Linked DNA regions of Mus musculus: all the other regions are linked to region 3. Evidence: chromatin contacts called from public HiCAR-type, HiChIP or PLAC-seq and promoter capture Hi-C data. All regions are on one chromosome and are shown on one strand. The core of a region is the stretch at or near the end of the contact, and the rest is flanking DNA. Distances in the headings are between cores, read along the strand shown. Region 1 holds the start of Etnk1 (ethanolamine kinase 1). Region 2 holds the start of Cmas (cytidine monophospho-N-acetylneuraminic acid synthetase). Region 3 holds the start of Plekha5 (pleckstrin homology domain containing, family A member 5). Region 4 holds the start of Eps8 (epidermal growth factor receptor pathway substrate 8). Region 5 holds the start of Dera (deoxyribose-phosphate aldolase (putative)). Region 6 holds the start of Strap (serine/threonine kinase receptor associated protein). Region 7 overlaps Eps8 (epidermal growth factor receptor pathway substrate 8).

Region 1 (2,700 bases), core at 118-2,617, 2.7 Mb after region 3:
AGTCTGGAAAATGGTCAATAAATTTACAATGTTGCAAAAATGCAGGAGTGGATTTCCCACTTTTTAGTGTAGGAAGTTTATCATTATCTCAGACTTATTTGTGACTTACAAAGGTATGTAGCCTCATTCAGAACAATGAGAACATAAATGTGTGCTAATGGGTAATACAACATTTGATCATTCACAAGTTATTCACTTGTACTCAGCCCCGGGGAGGCCAGAAGTCAAGGTGAAAGTCACCTCCATTGTCTCCGTCATAAAAGGAAAGCACAAGGGCGGACCAAAAACTTGTAGATGATCCGGTTGCCAGTATTTCTCTAACAAGCAAAGAGCAGAGCCTTTCTGATACAGGAGGTTTCATGTAGCCGTGCGAGTCCCAGGACGCGCTATGATTTAGCATGACAGATCTAATTTTCTTTCCTTCCAATTCCCTCCGAGTCTCTACCTTATATAACCGGCTTTGAATAATTCTCAGCAACGTCAACTATCTGACCCTTAAAATGAGTGTTTCAGTCGTCTATTATCGGTCGGCTGATGACTAAGTATATCCCGGGCAAACCTGGAACTCACTATGTAGCCCGGCTGGTTTGGAACTCGTGGCAATCCTGCCTTAGGCACCTGAGAACTAGGACAGGTATAGGTCATCACACCACTGTCACCGGTTTACTCTCACTTTACGTAAAGTTTGCCCCAAATACTGTGATTTCTATGTACCGTCAAAGGGAACTGGGTTGCTGAACCAAGCAAGCATGTAGTTCTGTGCACACAGCTTCAGGAACAAGGCGAGCAAATTAATCCAGCTTGGCCGGTTGAGGCCAGGCTAAGCTCACAGCTTAAATTTAGGGTTATTTCAGGACGTGCCTTCTGCGTCCCGTAAGAACGTCAGCCCTAAGTAAGCAGAGCCCACGACCCTAGTGATCTAGAAAGGTGACGCTTCCTTGACTCCTGACAGGGCTGGGTAGCACTCCACAGCTCATCGGTAGAGTTCGAAAGGGCTCGGCAGAGCTCGACAGCGCTCCGGCAGAGCTCGGCAGAATTCGGTAGGGCTCCGGTAGCGCTCGGGCAAGGCTCGTTAGAGCCCCGGTAGGGCTCGGCAAAGCTCGACAGTGCTCCGGCAGGGCTCGGCAGTGTTCGGCAAGGCTCGTAAGCGCTCCGGCTGGGCTCGGCCGCGCTCGGACTCCTTCGGGTGCAGGAGCCCAGCCAACCCCACAGTAGCGGAGTGCCTGGCGGTGCGCGCTCCCCGAGACCCCGATCCCCAAGAGCCCCGAGGCCCGCCCATTGTGCCGCGGGGTTCGCCACCCCGCCAGCCGCCTGACGCAGCCGAGGCTCCGCCCCCGGCGTGACGCTAGCGTCAGGCCAGTCCCGGCATGCTTCGCGGCCGCCCGCGGTCTAGCGCACTGAGGCATCTTCCCGAGAGCGGCCGTGCCTCCGCGTCTCTGCACTGCGCACCCCGTCCGGCCGCCCGGTTGCCCCCGCCGCCCGCCCGTGCGTCCGAGCGGCCGCAGCCCTCCGCCGAGGGCGCCCCGGGACGGAAGGGTCCAGCAGCCTGCCGGCGCCCGCCGCGCTCGTGGTCGCCGTCGCCGTGGTCGTCGTGGTCGTGTCCGCCGTCGCCTGGGCCATGGCCAATTACATCCACGTCCCGCCCGGCTCGCCCGAGGTGCCGAAGCTCGACGTGACGGTGCAGGACCAGGAGGAGCAGCGCTGCCGCGACGGCGCCCTGAGCCTGCTGCGGCACCTGCGGCCGCACTGGGACCCCCGGGAGGTGACCCTGCAGGTGAGGCCGGACGGGCACCGGGTTTCCTTCCCGAAGCCGCCGCGTCAGCGACGTCTGCCCGGCCCCTGAAGAGGCTCCCGGGGATGGCTGCCGCGGCCCTCGTCATGCCTCTCCTCCCAGACCCCGCAGCCCATCCGCCTCCCGCGGTCCTCTCCGCTGCCCTCCCTCCCCTGCGCTTCCCTCCCATCCCTGCCTTATCCAGCCCGAGATCTTCCCACATCCCCATCTCCGAGCCGCGGGAGAACAACTCCTTTCCAAAGCGGAATGACCGGGGACCTGCTGCTGCCCACGCCAGGATGCTAGGGAACGCTATGCCGTGCGTTATAGGAAGGCTTGAATTGGAAGGTTTCTAAATTTGTAAAGTCTTAGAAGAATTAATGCTCAGGGTTGGAGTGAGCAGTGGCCTGGGAATATTTTCGTGAGTCAGTGGCTTTAAAGACAAAAATTCTCAGAAGGATACCCCTACCCCCGAAAAGCTAGGATTAGGAAAAAAAAAAGGCACTTGCAAGTTATGATCCACCATACCCACAATTTATCTGGTGTAATTGGTTATAGTTTTTTCAGTGCACAGCTTGTAGGATTACTAAGGTGAATTTCCTTTTTCCTTGCAAACAAGCCAAATTAGTAAAATTTTAACGGTTTGGGATTGTTTTAGATTTGAGCAGTAATTTGTATTATTCAAGACGTCTGTCATTTTGATGACTCCAATACATTGTTGGGGGTTTATACAGGATTTATTGATTTAAGTTTTTTGCTAAATTTTTTTTTTAGTATAATTAAAACATGAGTAGTGTCTAGGCCCCAGAGCAGTTCCTGACACTTGGGGGCTTTTATGAGTTTTAGTTTCGATTCTTGTTAGAAGTGTTCTGAGCAGCTGAAAGAGACCGACCCATATGTTTTGGGGAAGAAACTTGTTAGACAAAAGA
Region 2 (2,700 bases), core at 169-2,668, 2.3 Mb after region 3:
TTGTTCTCACAGGAGTCTGGAAAGACTTGTAGCTGTGTTCAGGAAGATAGGACATTTCAAGGGCCAAGATTGTCACACACTGTTACTATGAAAAGAATGTGTGTTTACACCCCACCCGCACCTGGGGAGAGGCAGTGGGTTCTCAAAGGAATATATTTTATCAGACAACTTTTTAAAAGTTTTTTTTTTTTTTTAGAAGGGAACAGGTGTGCACTACACTGGAAGGGATTAATAAAGCTGACACACCAGCAGAAGGTAACACTGTTGGCTGAATTAGCAGGGAATGCCAAGCCCATGGGAGGGGGACGATGGCTTAAAATGTTGAGTTCGAGGCACCTGTAGGACATTAAAATGGGGCAATTTCTTGGAGAGGGAGATGAATCAGGAGCATAGGAAGATTGATGTTTAATATAAAAGCATTAAATCATAAAATAGATCCATGCTATAGTATGGACTAAGAAGTTTCCAAGTGGGGAGGGTCTTCAGTTCATTCATTCATTCATTCCTTGGGAGTGGCAGCTCAGCCAGATTGCCTCAAGTTCCAGGCCACCCTGAGCTATGTCATGAGTTCCTGGCTAATCTGAACTATATAGTGAGTTCAAGGCTAGCTCCAGTCAGAGAGCAAAGCAGAGGATGATGATAACTGTAAGAAAAGAGGATGATGATAACTGTAAGAAAAGTGAGGTAGAGAAGATAGACCTTGATCCCCACAGGTTGAGACTGATTTATTGCAACAGCGAGGGGCCCCAAGCTTTCTGCTGTTGCAGGTTGAGCCCATTTACAGACATTCTCTCTCTCTCTCTCTCTCTCTCTCTCTCTCTCTCTCTCTCTCTCTCTCTCTCTGTGTGTCTCTCTCTGTCTCTCTCTCTCTCTGTCTCTCTCTCTCTCTCTGTCTCTCTCTCTGTCTCTGTCTCTCTTTCTGTCTGCCTCTCTCTGCCTCTCTCTCTGTCTGCCTCTCTCTCTCTCTCTCCCTCTCTCTCTCTCTCTCTCTCATACTGTTTGAGAGCCCAAAATATTGTTTGTGAAACAATTAGGCTGGGACTAAGCAATTCTTTATGGCTAGGGGCTGTTGCCCAGTAAACCCGACTCAGCTTCTCATGACCTGAAGTTACCTAGTATGTTGATGGGGAGTGGTTGGAGAGGGAAAAAAAAGGGAAGAAGGAAGAAATGGAGGAAGGTGTAAGGGGAGGAAGAAATGGGAAAACGGAAAGAGGCTGGAGAGGAGGAGATGAGTGGAGGAGGACTAATTCTCATTTATTTTAGAAATCTCCAGACATTATTGAACACTGCACAAAGCGCCATTCAACTAGAGGCTCCTCTGAGCTCACCTGGCCGGCCCCACTGCAGGGTGACGGCGCGGGGAACTACAACTCCCAGCGTGCCCCGGGGCTGGCGGAGCCGTGGGCGTGGCCTACAGCTGCCACAGCAGGCGGGCGGTACCGAGTGGAGTCGGCGGGGCCGAGCTCCCGGATGTGGAGACGTTGGAGCGGCGGCGTGGGAGGAAGATGGACGCGCTGGAGAAGGGGGCCGCCACGTCGGGGCCCGCCCCGCGTGGACGGCCGTCCCGGGGCCGGCCCCCGAAGCTGCAGCGCAGCCGGGGCGCGGGGCGCGGCCTAGAGAAGCCGCCGCACCTGGCAGCGCTGGTGCTGGCCCGCGGCGGCAGCAAAGGCATCCCACTGAAGAACATCAAGCGCCTGGCGGGGGTTCCGCTCATTGGCTGGGTCCTGCGCGCCGCCCTGGATGCGGGGGTCTTCCAGAGGTGCGCATGTGCGGGAGCCGGGCCCGGGTCGGGGGTCGGGGGTCGGGGTCCCCAGGCCTGACCCTGGGTCGCCCCTGCTTGATGGGCGCCTGTCACCTCTGGGCTGCGCAGACTGCCGGGTGCTGCAAGGCCCGGGAGGCAGCAGGTGCATGAATGGAGTCGAGTTGGGGCTCCCCAGCTTAGAGAGTCTTCCCTCACCTTTGAGAAAAAAATATTCTCTGGCTGTGAGGCTGTGAGTCAGCACAAAGAGGAAATGGTCCCTACGTGTGTACGAGGTATGACTGTTTTATGGGTGTGAATGGGTTTAGCCTACCTCTTGAACTTTGGCCTCACTAAAGGCAGTTTTTATCTCTGCATCCTCTCGGCCTCCACCGGATTGATCAGGAGTTACAAGTTGATGCCATTCATCAAAGGAGGGAGATAAAAATCCTTTGCCAACAAGGAATTTAAATGCCCGTGCTAGCTGCATCCAAATTCTGCTTGAATTTATTGCTACCTTTTGATGATTTGGCTTTTAAGATGATTGATTCAGAAGGCTATTGATTTCCCCATATTATGAAGGCAGATTTTTTTTTTCACCCAACTGACATTGTTTAAAGATGGGATAGCAAAAGATATAAATGTATGAGTTTTCTTTGTGTTTTGACTCAAAGGAAGCTCTGGGTGGAGCTAAAGAAACAGCTGGCTTCTGAAAATAACACGTAATAGGAAGTGTGCTGAGGAGAGATAGGGGAGTATCGTGAATTTGGTTCAGCTCAGTAAACATTTCTTGAGCCCCACTTTTTTCCATACACACGCAAGGAGATAGCAAGACGGTCCGTGCACAGTTCTATCCCTTACGGAGCTCTCGATTGGTTTTTGTTTGGTTTTGTGTTTTTAAACCTCTCAGAATGCAGACTGCAAAGGAGTGAGAAGTTAATTATGTATAGGCCACAGGGACA
Region 3 (2,700 bases), core at 52-2,551:
GTTTCACCAGAGACGTATGGCCTTGGGGAATCAGGAGATAGGAGGAAAAGCCAATGAAAATGCACGCTCATCAGGAGCTTTGGCCAAGGGCATTCACCCTCCCTGTGCCTTGGTTTCCTTAAAGGTTGAAAAGCATCATTTACTTATTTCAGTTACTTGGGAAGATGAATGAGAGAATGCCTCAGAAGCATCCAAACTGGTCAGGGAAAAAAAAAAAAAAGGTGCTTCGAGAATGCCAAGTTGTACTGTTATTATTGAACTGTGTTTCCTCTGGGATGAGTCATTTGCTGCAAAGCCATGGAGACAATTCCAAGAGTGATGATGAAGGACCAGGGGCAGTAAGGAGCAAGCATAGCGCTCTTTACTGGTGCAAGGGAGGTCTTACTAGCAGTGAACCCTTCCTTTGTTCAAAGGACAAGGGGGCCGGGGGTGCCAAGGCATTAAAAATACTATACAGCAACGTATTCATTCGAGTAGACTCTTGGAAATCTATAGGCGATTTGAATTCAGACTTTGCCATTTTTCACCATAACCCTGGGCACAATCACCTTTGTTCCTTTACGTTTCTTTGCCCCTCTCAGTGAAACGGAGACAATCATAGTTCGAAGGGATTTAAATGTCCACCACCCCAAGGACTCCGTAAAGTTAAGTTGCCCTTGTAATAAATGAGAGAGATTGGGAGCCTAGAAATTCACGTTGATAATCAAGTGCATCTTTTTTAAGAAAGGAAAAGGCAAGTTTTTATTTTCTAAACTATTATATGGCTCAGAAGCTTAGAAAGGAAAAAAAAAAAACCACCAGTAACAAAAAGACCTTAAGTCTGAATCAGTCCCATTTCAGTGGTCCGAGCTCACTCGCGGACCCTCCTTTATTTGGCACGCCACACACCAGAAAAGCCTTTCCCAAAAGCAGTTTTCCATTTCAACGCCCGGCGTCTCCCAGAGAAGCCCCGGGCTAGGCAGGCAGTAGCTGATTCAAAACCTCACAGGTTCGGAGCCCAGCCCTCCGGGCGGGCGCCGGCGGGACCCGACCCCGGAACCTTCGCGCGGCGCGGGCGGGGCACGGGGGAGGGCTTTGGCGGGGGCGCGGCGCCGCTTCGCCCAGCCTCCGAGCGAGCGAGCGAGCGAGCGCAGCGCGGGCCGGCGGCCGGCCGCGGAGGATGCCGAGGGGCGGCGACGCAGGCCGGACTCAGCCGGGGCGGCGGGGAGGGCGCCGCCCGAGGGGGTAGGGCGGCCGCGGGGGCGCGCTCGGGCCGGGCCGCGCGCCCTGCGCTCCTTTCGCTCGCTCGCTCGCTCGCTCGCTCGCGCCCTCCTTCCTCAGCGGCGGCGGCAGCACAAGGCGGCGGCGGCGGCGGCCGGGGAGCAGACATGGCGGCCGACCTGAACCTGGAGTGGATCTGCTCGCTGCCGCGCTCCTGGACGTACGGGATCACTAGGGGCGGCCGCGTCTTCTTCATCAAGTGAGCGGGCGGGGGAGGCGCCGCCGGGCGGCTGGGGGGAGCGGTGGGAGCGAGCGGGCCGGGGGCCCCCGTGGGTCGCCCCTCGCGCCGCTCAGCGCCTGTCCCTTCTCTTCCCTGCAGCGAGGAGGCCAAGAGCACCACCTGGCTACACCCGGTCACCGGCGAGGCCGTGGTCACCGGGCACCGGCGGCAGAGCACAGGTAGGGCCGGCCGGGGCTGCGGCTCCGGGCCACCTGGCGGGGTTGGAGGGGCTCCGGGCTCCGCGCGACTGAGTCCCGGGGCGCCTATTCTTCTCCGCCTTTTCATCAGCGCTTGGAGACGGCGCCCTCTTCCTGGCGCCCTGGTCCCCATCCTTTCCCGGACGCCCCCCGAGGATGGGCGACGCCCCTCTACCCCGGATCGCCCCCGTCTCCGCCTCCAGCACCCTTTAGGAAGTCCTCACCCGCTCCCCTTTGCTCCCCGCATCCCAGCACCCCTGCGGTGAGACGGTCCCGCATCCTCGCCCTGCTCCCCAGAGAACTGCTTTCTGCCAAGCAGCTTCCTCCTCCACCACCTCCTACTTCTCCTAAGTGGGACTGTGGGTAGGTGACTGATGGAAGAGTTAGGGGTGCTGCGGTGCCCCCCCACCATGTGATCCAAACACCGGTGAGTCCCCTCCTGCTACCCGAGTAGCCGCTGGAGTTAGGACGCTGGAGCGGGCGCCGCAGCCAGTGATCCCGGCTCAAAAGTCCCCGGTAGCCGCAGCCAAGCTCCACGTACCACCAGCAGGCGGTGGGCGAGCCAGGGCGGTCCCGCGTGGGGGGCCTTCGGGCCCCAGTTCCACGAGGAAATGCATCTCGGGTTGCTTTGATAGCTTTCTTGAATGTTTAGCATGAGTTGAGCTGGAGGAGGGCTTGTGGTGGTTTCAGTGCTGGTCTGGCTTTCTTTTGTCATTCTTTGTTTACATTCACCCAACTTGTTTGCCTGAAACGTAACGTGAGTTCTCATACTGGCCCGCCTCTATTCCGGGTGACTGCAAAGGCTTGAGAACAGTTGGGTCGAAGGTGAGGCCCAGTTCTGTCTCTCCCTCTGGGTACTTTTCTCGCCAGCTCCGAGGTTCTGAGGATCTCCTATTAAAGTTGCCAGAAGGGTGAACAAACCTGCCTTTTCTGCTAAACGCTGGAGTTCAGTGAAGTGACTAATAATGTGTCCAAATTTGCACAAGTGTGGAGGAGGAAAGGGAAGGCTGCTGTAGCAGGCAT
Region 4 (2,700 bases), core at 152-2,651, 2.8 Mb before region 3:
TTTCATTTCAATAGACTCACTGTCCCAAGATCTACAATTCTACACAATGAGCGCAGCCGTTCCAAAACCCAGGGAGCCTTAGAATGGCATCCTTTCAAGAGCGAGAAATTAGAAACAGCCCGCAACACAGACACTTTGACGATTTTTTTTAAACATAAAAAAAGTCTTCCAGGAATCGTAATTCCACCTCCTCCCCAAAGTGGCAAAACCAAATAAAACTTCAAAGTACCCACACGTGTCTGAACCAAGTTGGATCTGAACTATCTTATTCGCTTTTTCGTCTCTTTCTCTTACTGTCTGAGGCAAGAAGGGAAACCTTTAGAAGAAAAGCAGCCATGCATTCGCTGAAACACTGGCTCAGGAAGACCTCCTCTTCTAATGCCTCGCTGCTCCAAATGTCTATGGATTTTAAGCCCAAACCCTAGGGCGTCCTGCCCCGGCGAGATGCCAACAGCACTTGGGGGCTACAGGAGGAGGATTTGAACAACATGGCTCAGAGAACCGGGCAAAGATTTTTGCATGTGTATTGTAGTCATTGAAAGGAAGGAAGGGATGAGACCCCGGGGCGCCTTCACTGTCTCTCTCGGTGGGTGTGGAGCCCTCCGAAGCACTACTGACAGCCATAGAGAGGCCATCTTCCTAAAAGTAAAATGGTGTTGGAAAGTGATCCAGAATTCACAACTATTCAAACACAGCGAGCTACCTCAACTGGAGGGTGTATACCAGGGCGGGTCCACATCTCAAACAGGTTTCCTAAGGGGTCCCCACTTGAGCTGGGTGAGAGGCGCTCCGAAAGCCCTGCATCTAAGACGTTAGGGCGGGGTGGGAGTCCAGGTGTGCGGAACTCAGGTACGCCCGCGCAGCCCAGGGGAGCGCGGGGTCTCTCGGGGGACCTCGGCGACCACCCGGGCGGAGGAGGCCGCGGGGGGATCGGGTCTCCTGGCTTCGGGGTGCGCGGAGCGGGCGCGGGGACGCGCTAGGGCGGCAGCGCCGCGCACACCTGGCCGCCGACACACCAGTTGCAAAGGGTCCAAGTGAACCGCAGCGGCCGCTGAGCCTGGCACCACTCCGGTGACGGCTCACAAAGACCCTTATGGGAAAGCGAGAGGGAGCCCATGCCGCGGGAATCCCACCCGGGGAGCCGCACTGATGTTCGGGGGGCTCTTACCTAGGATCCGCCCTCCGAGCAGCCGCGCTCCTCAGGGAGTGCCACGACCTCCCTAGACGCGAGGGAGGTGACGGAGGGAGAAAGATCCCGGAGCTGGAGCGCCCGCCGCGCCCCGCTGCAGACACGCCGCTGGGGCTTGCCCCGCGCCCTGCGCCCTGCGCCCTGCGCCCAGCGCCCCGGGAGCCCGCTTCGCCCGCCGCCCGGGCCGTGTGTGCGCGCCGCTCGCTCCCGGACACAGCCAGCGCGCGCCGCGCATGCCCAGCAGCGAGCCGGGAACGCGCGTTGCCCCGCGCGGCCGGGAGAGGGCTCCGTTTGCAAGATCTTGAGGACAGTTGAGTCTCTAGTAGACCCTAGGGCTCTGGATAGAATCTCAAGGGCTTCATCCCACAAGGCGAGCACGGCACCCCGCAGGGGAGACCCGGGATCCCAGCCTCAGAGTGGTGTCTACAATTCCTCAAGTGAAATGACCTAGGTCTGCAGAGCACAGCCGGGGGGGGGGGGGGGGGGGATGCCGCAGGCGGAAAGAGCGCTCAGGTGACCGCGGCCAGATCCTGCCACACAACTGATGACTAGTGTTAATCTGGGAGTTACTGCCCTACTCAACTACCAAGAAGAGGTATTCCCCAGCCTCTGACCTGTGACCTGTGTCCATTGGTCTGCTCCTGTACCATCTCTCTTCAACCAAAGCAGTATGCAAGTGGTACCCAAGGGCTTCACTGGTTTAGAGAGACTACAATACTCCAGTCCCTGGATATAGCCAGCAAGCCCAGACCTGTCTCACCAGGCGTCCTGGATCCCATTTTTCATAGGAGCTCCTGCCAAGAGTCTGGTGTAGTTTCAAGTATGGGAGACTCTTTAGTCCAGTAATAACTACTCACCACTGCTCAGTGCTCCTTGGCTCGATCACTGAAGCCACAAAATAAGGATCTGCCAGTCTTCTCTTCTGAACCTGGCATTTTCTTACCTTCTACAATACCTCCGTTGTCACAGCTACGCCCCCAGACACCCTGGCCCTTCTAACTTCCAAGGCAATTGACTTCCAAAGAAGCCAAGGCAGACTATTAAACAAAACTTGGCTTAAATAGCTGGGCCTACCTGCTTTGCGAGGCAAGCAAAAGCTCATTCAAGAGACCGTGAATTAGCAGGCCAAGATGGAGACTAAAAGGGGGCAGTGATGGGTTTTATGATTAAGTTCGGTCTACTGCCTTCATCCAGAATCTTCCTCCATCCAACATTCCCAACAGACTGACATCCACTTGAGCATGTCCAGTGTTCGAAATAGCTGGTTTTGATAGATGGTATAGAAAACTAGGATTGTTAATTGACAATCTCTGCCAGGAGCTACAAATTTTACTTTACACCATCTCTAACCCTTAAAATGAATCACCGCTTTAGAAAATTGGGAAAATGTTATTCAGAATTTTCTTTTTGCCAAAGCCAATAGTGACATTAGGATTGAAATCCAGGTCTGCCTACTCCACAGCTTACATACATAGATTTATATACTCAGATCAACTCTCCTTCAACTGTAG
Region 5 (2,700 bases), core at 102-2,601, 2.7 Mb before region 3:
AGAACTAGAGCAATTGATTCACTAGAGAAACTTGTAGTTCAGACAAACTTGTAGCTCAGCAGAGATGGTCCATGTGAGTACAGATACAGTGGCTCACCCCCTAGACTGTGAACCTGGAGTAATTCAGAGAAACCAGGCTGAGAAAAATCATCACTGAATCTCAACTTTAGAAAGCAAAGAAATTGTCGCGATCCTTTCTTACAGATAAGGAAAATGAAGTTCACAAAGGCCAGTAGTGTGTCCTAGGTTACATGCTCAATTATTCACAGAACTAAGGCCAGTAGTGTGTCCTAGGTTACATACTCAATTATTCACAGAACTAAGTTAAAAAAATTCTTTTCAGGCCTGAAGAGGGAACTGAGCAGTTGAGAGTGCTTGCGCTTCTTAACACTTAAGTATGGTTCCCAGCTCCTGACTAACTCTTGGTCCAGAGTGGCCTGGCCTGGCCTTTGCACATACCTGAACACATGTGCTATGCACACATATGTGTGTAGACACAAAAATGAAAATACTATATTTTCTAAATGAAAGAAGCTGGACCTTTTATTGAATGTAGCATCTGCCTGTAATCCCAGCAATGGGGATCTGGGGTCTGGGGCAGGAGATTCAACACAGCAACCTCTTGTCCAACCGTGATTACAAAGCAAACTGTCTTAAAAACAAAACGAAAGGGCTGGAGAGATGCTCAGCGGTAAGAGCACTGACTGCTCTTCCAGAAATCCTACGTTCAATTCTCAGCAACCACATGGTGGCTCACAACCATCTGTAATGGCGATCTAATGCCCTCTTTTGGTGTGTCTGAAGACAGCTACAGTGTACTCATATACATAAAATAAATCTTAAAAAAAAAAAAAACAAAAATAAGAAACCGAGTCTTCCTAAGCTTATGTCCTAGCTGCTCTTTCACTGAGTCCAGACTAGAAATTACAGCGCGTTCTAGCTCCTAGACTACCTTGGCTGTCCCCTGAGGGCTCTGGAACACTACCCACAATTCGGGTCCAAGACTACATTGCTCCGCTCATGCAAGAAAGAATCCAGTCCTGCCACTCACATGATCCTACAGCTAAAGTTCCTAAGTCTGATTCTGTCTAGTTCAATTGGCCATGTAAGCATTTAAAAATGGTCTGGGAGACTTCTGGAGCTGGGGAATGCTCAAGTCACAGGCCTGACCTGGAAAGACAGGGAACAGGTAGGGTGATGACCTGGCTGGGCTCCAAGCCCAGGAGCTGGAGAAAAGTTTAAGTGGTACAGGACCGAAGAGGCGTGGCTTTGGTAGGGCGTTGCAAAAGGGGCGTGGCTCTGGGCGGGGACTTGACAGGAAGGAGGAAGGCCAGGCCCGTGTGGCGACCTGGAGCAAGGGTTGGCTTTCAGCGGTGGCCACAATGGCTGCTCACTGCCGGGGCACAGAGCTCGGTAAGGGCCAGCGGGTTGCGCTCCCCTTCGCCAGGTTGGGGGTGGGGGTGCCCAGGGCGATCCCCGGAGGGCGGAGACCTGAACTGAGGCAGAACTCGGGGACAGCCCTGTCGCCAGGCTCTATGCAGTCTTAACCCTTTAAGCGGAAGCAAGGAAGGGTTAATTAGATCTTTGCACTATGTAGCTCTGTGGTCGCAGTAAACCAACCCGAGTGAAAAGCCTGCCGGGTACTTGTGTGCCATTCATTTACTGCCGGACTCACGTAGCCATTCCCAAAGTTGGCTGTGCTGGTGGTCATCGCCGTCTGCTAAAAATGATTTTAAATGCTTAGACAAAATGTTCTTTTTAAAACTATTTTTCACCTTATTGATACTAGTTCAGATATTTCTGGGAAAAAAAATTAAAAGTCTGTAATTCAAACGTAGCAAAAACGTGACTGAGCCAAATGTCAATGACTTAACTTTGCATAATAGATTGTTTGCTTTGTATCCTGGACCCTCTTAGGTGTGTGATTTTGGGTAAATTACTCACTCTGTGCTTATATACCGGCATCTGTAAAGTAGTTATTTATTAGGAAGCTACTTCTGTCTGAAGGTGGTTTGGATAGTGTGAGGAGGGGATACTTGGAGCCGCTGGTATATTTCTCTGCACTTAGTGTTGAATAAGCAACGATAATGAGCGCACTAAGTTCTTTTCATAGGGACTGATTTTGAGTGGCTGTGAGTGATACACAGGGTTACTCTTTTCAGAAGGGACTTGCCAGTCTAGACTTTAGAAGTGTTTAGAATTGCATGCTTGACAGGTAGTCTCTGTACCAGGTTAATGGCACTTTAGTCCCTCTCTCCAACAGAGCCTTACACTTTATCCCTGCAGTGTAAACTTTAGCAGTGACCCTGGAAGATGGACTAAGGGCTGAAGATGAAGCTAGTCTGCATCTTTGTACAAGGTCGAGGATGTAACATAATTCCCCCCCCCCCCCAACAGCTCTTTTAAAGTTTCAAATTTTCCTTTCAGGAGATGCAATTAAGCCAATTTTACTCCCCCCCCCCCCCCCCGCCCCCAGCCCCTAGGTTTCTCTGTGTAGCTCTACACTGTCCTGGAACTCACTCTATAGACCAGGCTGGCCTGGAACTCAGAAATCCACCTGCCTCTGCCTCCCAAGTGCTGGGATTAAAGGCGTACGCCACCACTGTCCGGCCATTTTTACTTTCTTAAAGTGTAAGTCCTGGGCTGGGTGCTATTGCACACACCTGTAACCCCAGCATCAGTTGTGTGTCAGGTTAGCCT
Region 6 (2,700 bases), core at 40-2,539, 2.7 Mb before region 3:
TCTATTATAATGCCAACATATGCTTGATATGCACTTTAAAAGTAGTGTGTGCATGTGTGGTAGGCAGAAGTCAGTCTTAGGAGCCCCAGGAGCCATTCACTGTTAGGTTCCAGGCTGATACAAGAGGCTTTCAGAAAGGGGAAAGGGGATACCAACTCTATGCCTTTGACCAGGGTCAGACATAGCAAAGTCTGGAACCAGGCCCCCCAGAGTTAAGATTTCAGTCTGTGAGAACGTGACTTTTCCTCCTAAAGAGACTGGAGTAGTCAGTCCCAGGCCAGTGTGTGCTTGGTCTGTGGCACACATGAAGTATTCTGTGTTCCTTTTGTGCAACACTGCTTGGTTAGCTTTCTGATGACTTCGTCCCACTGTATGATAGGTTTTTCTGTTCCATTTTCCCCATACAAACAGTATATAAGATGCTGTACATCTTAATAAATTAGCTTAGCATAAGACATAGTTTTAGGGAAAACCTCCTGACCCCAACTTTCCTGTCTTCTTTATTTCTGATCCGTTCGGTCCCTCCTCTCAGGAGCCTCTCAGTGAAGAATGGCTCACTGGTCCAGATGCATCTACACTCTTTTGTTTTTGAGATGTTTTTCACTCATACTTGGAACTCACTGATTGCTATGCTGGCTGGCAGGGATTGGTATCTTTTCAGTGCTGCATTCCAAGCATGTATCACACCATGTATAGCTTTTTTTTTTTTTTTGTCGGTACTGGGTATCACACTTCATGCTTACATGGCAAGAACTTTAGCCCAGTAGACTGGGGTCTCTCCCTCCCCAGCCGCAGTGATAGTTGCTAGAGCCACTGAAAGAGCCCTTATCAGTTAGGTTGTCACGGATCCTTGCTGAGCACTAAGTGAATATTTCCCACTTGCAAATAAGCATTTGCTGGCCATCCACTAAACGCCAGTCACTTATCTGTCACCAGGATATAAATGTTGTTAGCATAACCACTCTATTAGGGAAGTCATTACTGTTTGTGAGTTGTGACGGTGTATGCCGGGAGGGGGGTGGGAAGGAGAGCGACAGAATGGTTGCTACTGGGTAGGCAGTTAGATGTGAGATGATTATGGAAAAGTGTGTCTGTAGCTTAGCAATGAGAAGGTTACAACTCTACAACAGCATCCTACAAGGGACGGACTCGGCGGCTCCCAACACTGGGTAGCAACGGGACGCCGCGCGCTTGACGTCGTCAGAGCAGCATGGGTTCGGTCTCCGAGCTCGCGCCTGCGCACACTGCTTCTCGCGCTGCTGCTGGGAACTACCGCCTTCCCGCCAGTCGTCACTTCCGGCTGACGCGACGCGTCGGGCGACGTCACGTCCTGCCGCTACCGGTAGGGACCGTGAGTGGCGGCAGGCCGGCTCTCCGGCGCTCCCCTCCCCTCCTCCCTCCCTCCCTGTCCCTCCCTTGGCGGCCGCGAGTCGCGGGGACTCTGGAGCCGGCCTCCTTCGGCGTGAGTGCGGGGGCCTCAAGCAGCCTGAGGCGCCGCGGCAGAGAAGGAGGACGACCGCGACCCTCGGTCCCCGCTCCGCGTCACCGCGCTCGCCGCCGCCATGGCCATGAGGCAGACGCCGCTCACTTGCTCGGGCCACACGCGGCCCGTGGTGGATTTGGCCTTCAGCGGCATCACGCCTTACGGCTACTTTCTGATCAGCGCTTGCAAAGGTGAGCTGAGCCCGCGACGGCCGCGGCTCCCGAGTGCCGACGGGTGGGTGGGTCGTGGCTGCCAGCGACAGCCATCGCGCTGCTGGGACTAGAGGGTCGCCCCTGGCCGGGCTTTATGCGTCCCTCCTCCCCACCGTTGTTAGTGCTCCCCAACACCTCGCCTTTCTACCCACACAACTACATTGTGTTTGCCAAGGATTTACGGGAAGAAGAAATTAGGCCAGGCCGAGAGGAGTGCCCTTTATGTCCTCTCACTCATTGTTTCATCCTTTGTGGTGTGAGCCTCATTTTTTTTTTTCCCCGACGAAAGTGTACGTTAGGTTTATGTGGTCCAAAGTAAAAAGCGGCTATCTAGATCGTTTTGACACCGCATGTCACTGGCATCCAGCCCACGGTTTTTCAGAAGTTTTTATTTATGTGTGCCTGTGTTGTCTCTATGCATGCTTGTACCTGTGTGAAGGGGTGCCCCAAGAGGAAGGCATCAGATTGTCCAGAGCCGGAGTTAGAGGCTGTTGTCAGCCTCCGTGTGGGCGCTGGGAATCGGAATCAGGTCTTGTGGAAGAGCGTTTCCCAGGTCTTTATAGTTGCTTTGTAATCCGAGTTTGCAAAGGTGATGAGGGAGGCCTCTCATTCGGTCCCAAAATTGCTTATGCTTCCCAGGAAGAGTGGCTACAACTCCTTAGTCCCTAGGTCACTGAGACCATATGCACAGACCAGGATGGGGACACCCTCCCCCACGCCCCCACGGCTTAATGGGAGTAGGGGGGAGCAGTCAGAACAACGGTTTTCCAGTAGTTTGCTGCTCAGGATTTGGTATTACGTTGCATGCTTCTAAATCACAGATGTCTGAAAATATTTTCTAGATGGCAAGCCCATGCTCCGCCAGGGAGATACAGGAGACTGGATTGGAACATTTTTGGGTCATAAAGGTGCTGTTTGGGGTGCAACATTGAATAAGGATGCCACCAAAGCTGCGACAGCAGCTGCAGACTTCACAGCGTAAGTGTAACAAAAATGGCTAACTTC
Region 7 (2,700 bases), core at 92-2,591, 2.8 Mb before region 3:
TATAGGAACTTGAATGCTATCTCCTGCTGACAGACATGTGCAGGAAAGGAGGGCAGGCGTTGAAAGAGTCTCCTCTTCATTAACTTCTTATCGAGTTTGGCTTCCGAGAGAGTCAGTCAATTTAAACAATGATTTACTTACAAAACCTGTGACCTGTCAAAGAGAGTGATCATAGCTCACACTTAAAAGAGAGAGAACTGGAAAAACCAGGCACGCTTGCCTGAGGGCGTGTCCTGGGGATAGGTGCGTGGTCACTGTCACCTCAGTTAAACTTGTTCATGGTGTCTCTCTTTAGGCTCAGCCAGAATTGTGGGCAGAATTAGCTTACCCTTGTCCAGACTGTAAGATGGAAGAGAAATGAAATGGTGCAAATCTCAGCATAGGATATGCAAGACCCAAATGAACTCACTTGCCATCTAACAAACACATGTGGACCGTCTGTGACACACAAAAGCAATACCCAATGCCTGCTTCTTGTTCAAAAAGTAACGAAAACCAACAGATATAAAGGCTTGGTGAGCAGGGTCAGGGAAGACACATCATCACTAGGCATGGTGACATGGGATTGTAATCCCAGCACCCTGGAAGCAGAGCAGGAGAACAGGGCCTCTGATGGCAGCCTGTGCTATAACAGTGAGTTCTGGGCCAGCCAGGACTACTTAGCCATACGTTATCTCAAAACACTAACTCTACACAATTTGAGGAATTTACACAATCTGCAGGAAAAAATGGGTACAACTGGAAAGTATCACAGTAGACAAATTAAGTCAACCTCAAGAAGGCAGATACCATGTCTCCTGTCATTTGTGAATCCATGGTTATATTTAAAGCCGAGGATGTACATATCACATGCAAATAGAAGCAAAATTGTCTAGGGGTCTAGGGTGGGGGCAGGAAGGTAAGGGATGTGGAGGAGAACAGGGTCCAAGCACATTATACGCACTTAAGTGCTGTGCAGTGAGTAGATACCAAGGAAACAGTTGTATTTTCTTTATTATTATTATTTGGCTTAAGAAATGAGTTAGTGCGAATGAGTCTGGACGGCATCCAAGAGTCTATGGAAACACGAACCTCGAGTGTCACTTGACAGTGACTCTCCTTTTCACCTCCAGGCACTAAGCCACTGGCTAGAAGAGTAAGTTACACTGGAGCAGGAGGTTCAAAATTCCAAAGAAGGAAGGCTGGAGACACAACTACTCAGGCTGCATCGCCCTTGCAGGTTCCCCTCCAGACAGCCTCGGAAAGAAACTAAGTGATTATTCTCCTACCATGCTCTGCTGGGAAGGAGACACAGGATCAAAATCCGCAGCGCCTGGAGCCCGCTGAAGCATCTGTTCACTGAACACACAAGCAAACAAAGCCTGGGTGGGGGCTGTGCATCCAGCATTGTGCCCGGGCACAAAGAGATAGGTTAGAGAGGATGGGAGGAAAGGGAACGAGTAAATAAACCATGAATTGTAACTCAGTAACAATCTAAGGATGAGAGGGCTGCCTAGCACAAAGCCGAGGTGAGCAATGTCTTCTGGGAAAGTGGTCTTCAAGCCAAGTCTAAGGCGAAGAGTTCATACTCCTGAGATGGTGAGGCTAGCAAAAAAAAAAAAAAAAAAAAAAAAAAAAAAGGGAAAGTCACAGCAGAGGGAACAGCTCGTGTAAAGTCATGGGAGAACGAGGCTAAGTGTGTTCAGGAAGCTGAAGTTATTATGGGATGCATGGGACTAAGGTAAAAGAATAGAAAGGGCCGGGCAAGACGGGCCTCTGTGTGCCACAAAGAAAGACACTGACTTTAGAAATGATAAACCAGTGACCTACGCCTGCGCCTGCACCTGCGCCTGCGCAGCAGAAGCGTGAGGCGATTGGCAGGAATGTGGAGCAGCAACCCAGGGTCTACAGGCCACACCGGCAGAAGAGTCGATAGGATCTGGTGACTGCATACTCACAGAAGGGAACAGATGATGGGGGAAGGAAGGGGCCGGGTCTTGGAAACCCACACACCTGACGGTGTTATTTGAGGAACAGCAGCTTCATGTTGAAGGACAGAGTGAAAGGAGTGAGAAACCAGGCTGCACAAACGGTCAAGCCTTGACTTGGGGTAACATGATGCCTAGAGGCCTGTCCTATATTCAGACCTGTGAGAAATGGAGGGTCAGCTCTCAGGGATTCTACAGATAAGAAACAGAGTCAGCGCCGTGATTGAAACAATGTGGGTCTGAGGTCTTCTTAAAAGACCACGAGACAGAGGATGCTATGTGAAATGAGATAAGGCCTAAGTTAAGAATTCCAGAAACGTCTCAATGTGTCCACGTTTAGATAATGCACAAATTCATTAACTGAGACAAAAAGAAAAAAAAAAGTCTCCCTCCAACCACCCACTGCAGCAGTATCAGCGGGTGGTGGTAGAACTTCCTGGGGCAGAGTTTCATTCCCCTACGCTCTTAGATACCCATTCTCTCCAAGGAGCTTCTGAAATAACATCTAAGCATAGATGGATAAGCGGGGTAGATGGGAGCCAGCAACCAGAAGCTCCGAGAGTACCAAAGAGAGAGAACGCTGCCCTTGAACAGGGTAAGGATAGTTACATCATTCGTAAGTTCACCGGACAGATCTAGAAGTCCTGGCAACCCTAAATCATGGAAATTCGACAGAGAGCAAGGGCTTAAGAAGACACCATAGTAAAATGGAGCAAGGTGAAAGCACCAAGCC

What was found. Promoter capture Hi-C pulls out the DNA fragments that hold promoters and counts their contacts. HiCAR-type assays count read pairs that join an accessible place to other places. HiChIP or PLAC-seq counts read pairs in DNA pulled down with a chosen protein or histone mark.
Region 1: a contact with region 3 is called in a HiCAR-type map of astrocytes, with 2.3 times the contacts expected there. The contact joins the promoter of Etnk1 here to the promoter of Plekha5 in region 3. A contact is called at or near these places in 5 of 39 promoter capture datasets (3T3-L1-derived adipocytes, the C10 cell line, liver and 2 more) and 1 of 115 datasets of contacts at active chromatin or transcription factors (astrocytes).
Region 2: a promoter capture Hi-C map of pre-B cells shows a contact between it and region 3. The contact joins the promoter of Cmas here to the promoter of Plekha5 in region 3. A contact is called at or near these places in 5 of 39 promoter capture datasets (the 3T3-L1 cell line, 3T3-L1-derived adipocytes, the C10 cell line and 1 more).
Region 4: a promoter capture Hi-C map of pre-B cells shows a contact between it and region 3, with 4 times the contacts expected there. The contact joins the promoter of Eps8 here to the promoter of Plekha5 in region 3. A contact is called at or near these places in 3 of 39 promoter capture datasets (the C10 cell line, hippocampal neurons and pre-B cells) and 2 of 115 datasets of contacts at active chromatin or transcription factors (large pre-B cells and pro-B cells).
Region 5: a promoter capture Hi-C map of pre-B cells shows a contact between it and region 3. The contact joins the promoter of Dera here to the promoter of Plekha5 in region 3. A contact is called at or near these places in 4 of 39 promoter capture datasets (the 3T3-L1 cell line, the C10 cell line, cranial neural crest and 1 more), 2 of 115 datasets of contacts at active chromatin or transcription factors (astrocytes and forebrain) and 1 of 9 other capture datasets (embryonic stem cells).
Region 6: a contact with region 3 is called in a HiCAR-type map of astrocytes, with 5 times the contacts expected there. The contact joins the promoter of Strap here to the promoter of Plekha5 in region 3. A contact is called at or near these places in 4 of 39 promoter capture datasets (the C10 cell line, hippocampal neurons, pre-B cells and 1 more), 1 of 484 Hi-C or Micro-C datasets (muscle stem cells) and 1 of 115 datasets of contacts at active chromatin or transcription factors (astrocytes).
Region 7: an H3K27ac HiChIP or PLAC-seq map of extraembryonic endoderm stem cells shows a contact between it and region 3, with 9 times the contacts expected there. The contact joins the enhancer-like site here to the promoter of Plekha5 in region 3. A contact is called at or near these places in 3 of 39 promoter capture datasets (the C10 cell line, hippocampal neurons and pre-B cells) and 3 of 115 datasets of contacts at active chromatin or transcription factors (extraembryonic endoderm stem cells, large pre-B cells and pro-B cells).

The regions. Positions count from the first base shown.
Region 1 is chr6:143,165,863-143,168,562 of GRCm38.p6, forward strand. It overlaps Etnk1 (ethanolamine kinase 1), which reads left to right and starts at 1,368. Exons shown (of 8, transcript NM_029250.2): 1 at 1,368-1,774. The coding sequence starts at 1,619.
Region 2 is chr6:142,755,268-142,757,967 of GRCm38.p6, forward strand. Cmas (cytidine monophospho-N-acetylneuraminic acid synthetase) reads left to right here and starts at 1,419. Exons shown (of 8, transcript NM_009908.2): 1 at 1,419-1,759. The coding sequence starts at 1,506. It overlaps LOC115490443 (a long non-coding RNA gene), which reads left to right and starts at 2,041. Exons shown (of 2, transcript XR_003956544.1): 1 at 2,041-2,700.
Region 3 is chr6:140,422,798-140,425,497 of GRCm38.p6, forward strand. Plekha5 (pleckstrin homology domain containing, family A member 5) reads left to right here and starts at 1,302. Exons shown (of 31, transcript NM_144920.3): 1 at 1,302-1,459; 2 at 1,580-1,659. The coding sequence starts at 1,368.
Region 4 is chr6:137,647,884-137,650,583 of GRCm38.p6, forward strand. It overlaps Eps8 (epidermal growth factor receptor pathway substrate 8), which reads right to left and starts at 1,402. Exons shown (of 22, transcript NM_007945.3): 1 at 1,169-1,402.
Region 5 is chr6:137,753,226-137,755,925 of GRCm38.p6, forward strand. It overlaps Dera (deoxyribose-phosphate aldolase (putative)), which reads left to right and starts at 1,352. Exons shown (of 9, transcript NM_172733.1): 1 at 1,352-1,413. The coding sequence starts at 1,383.
Region 6 is chr6:137,733,793-137,736,492 of GRCm38.p6, forward strand. Strap (serine/threonine kinase receptor associated protein) reads left to right here and starts at 1,290. Exons shown (of 10, transcript NM_011499.3): 1 at 1,290-1,674; 2 at 2,538-2,673. The coding sequence starts at 1,563.
Region 7 is chr6:137,628,695-137,631,394 of GRCm38.p6, forward strand. All of the region lies in intron 1 of Eps8 (epidermal growth factor receptor pathway substrate 8), which reads right to left. Among named protein-coding and RNA genes, the nearest start is that of Eps8, 19 kb to the right of the region's middle. Within about 2 kb of position 1,342, at least 32 of the 459 cell types and tissues checked have an H3K27ac peak or open chromatin away from gene starts, as enhancers often do. A contact at or near this core is called in extraembryonic endoderm stem cells, where this site is marked.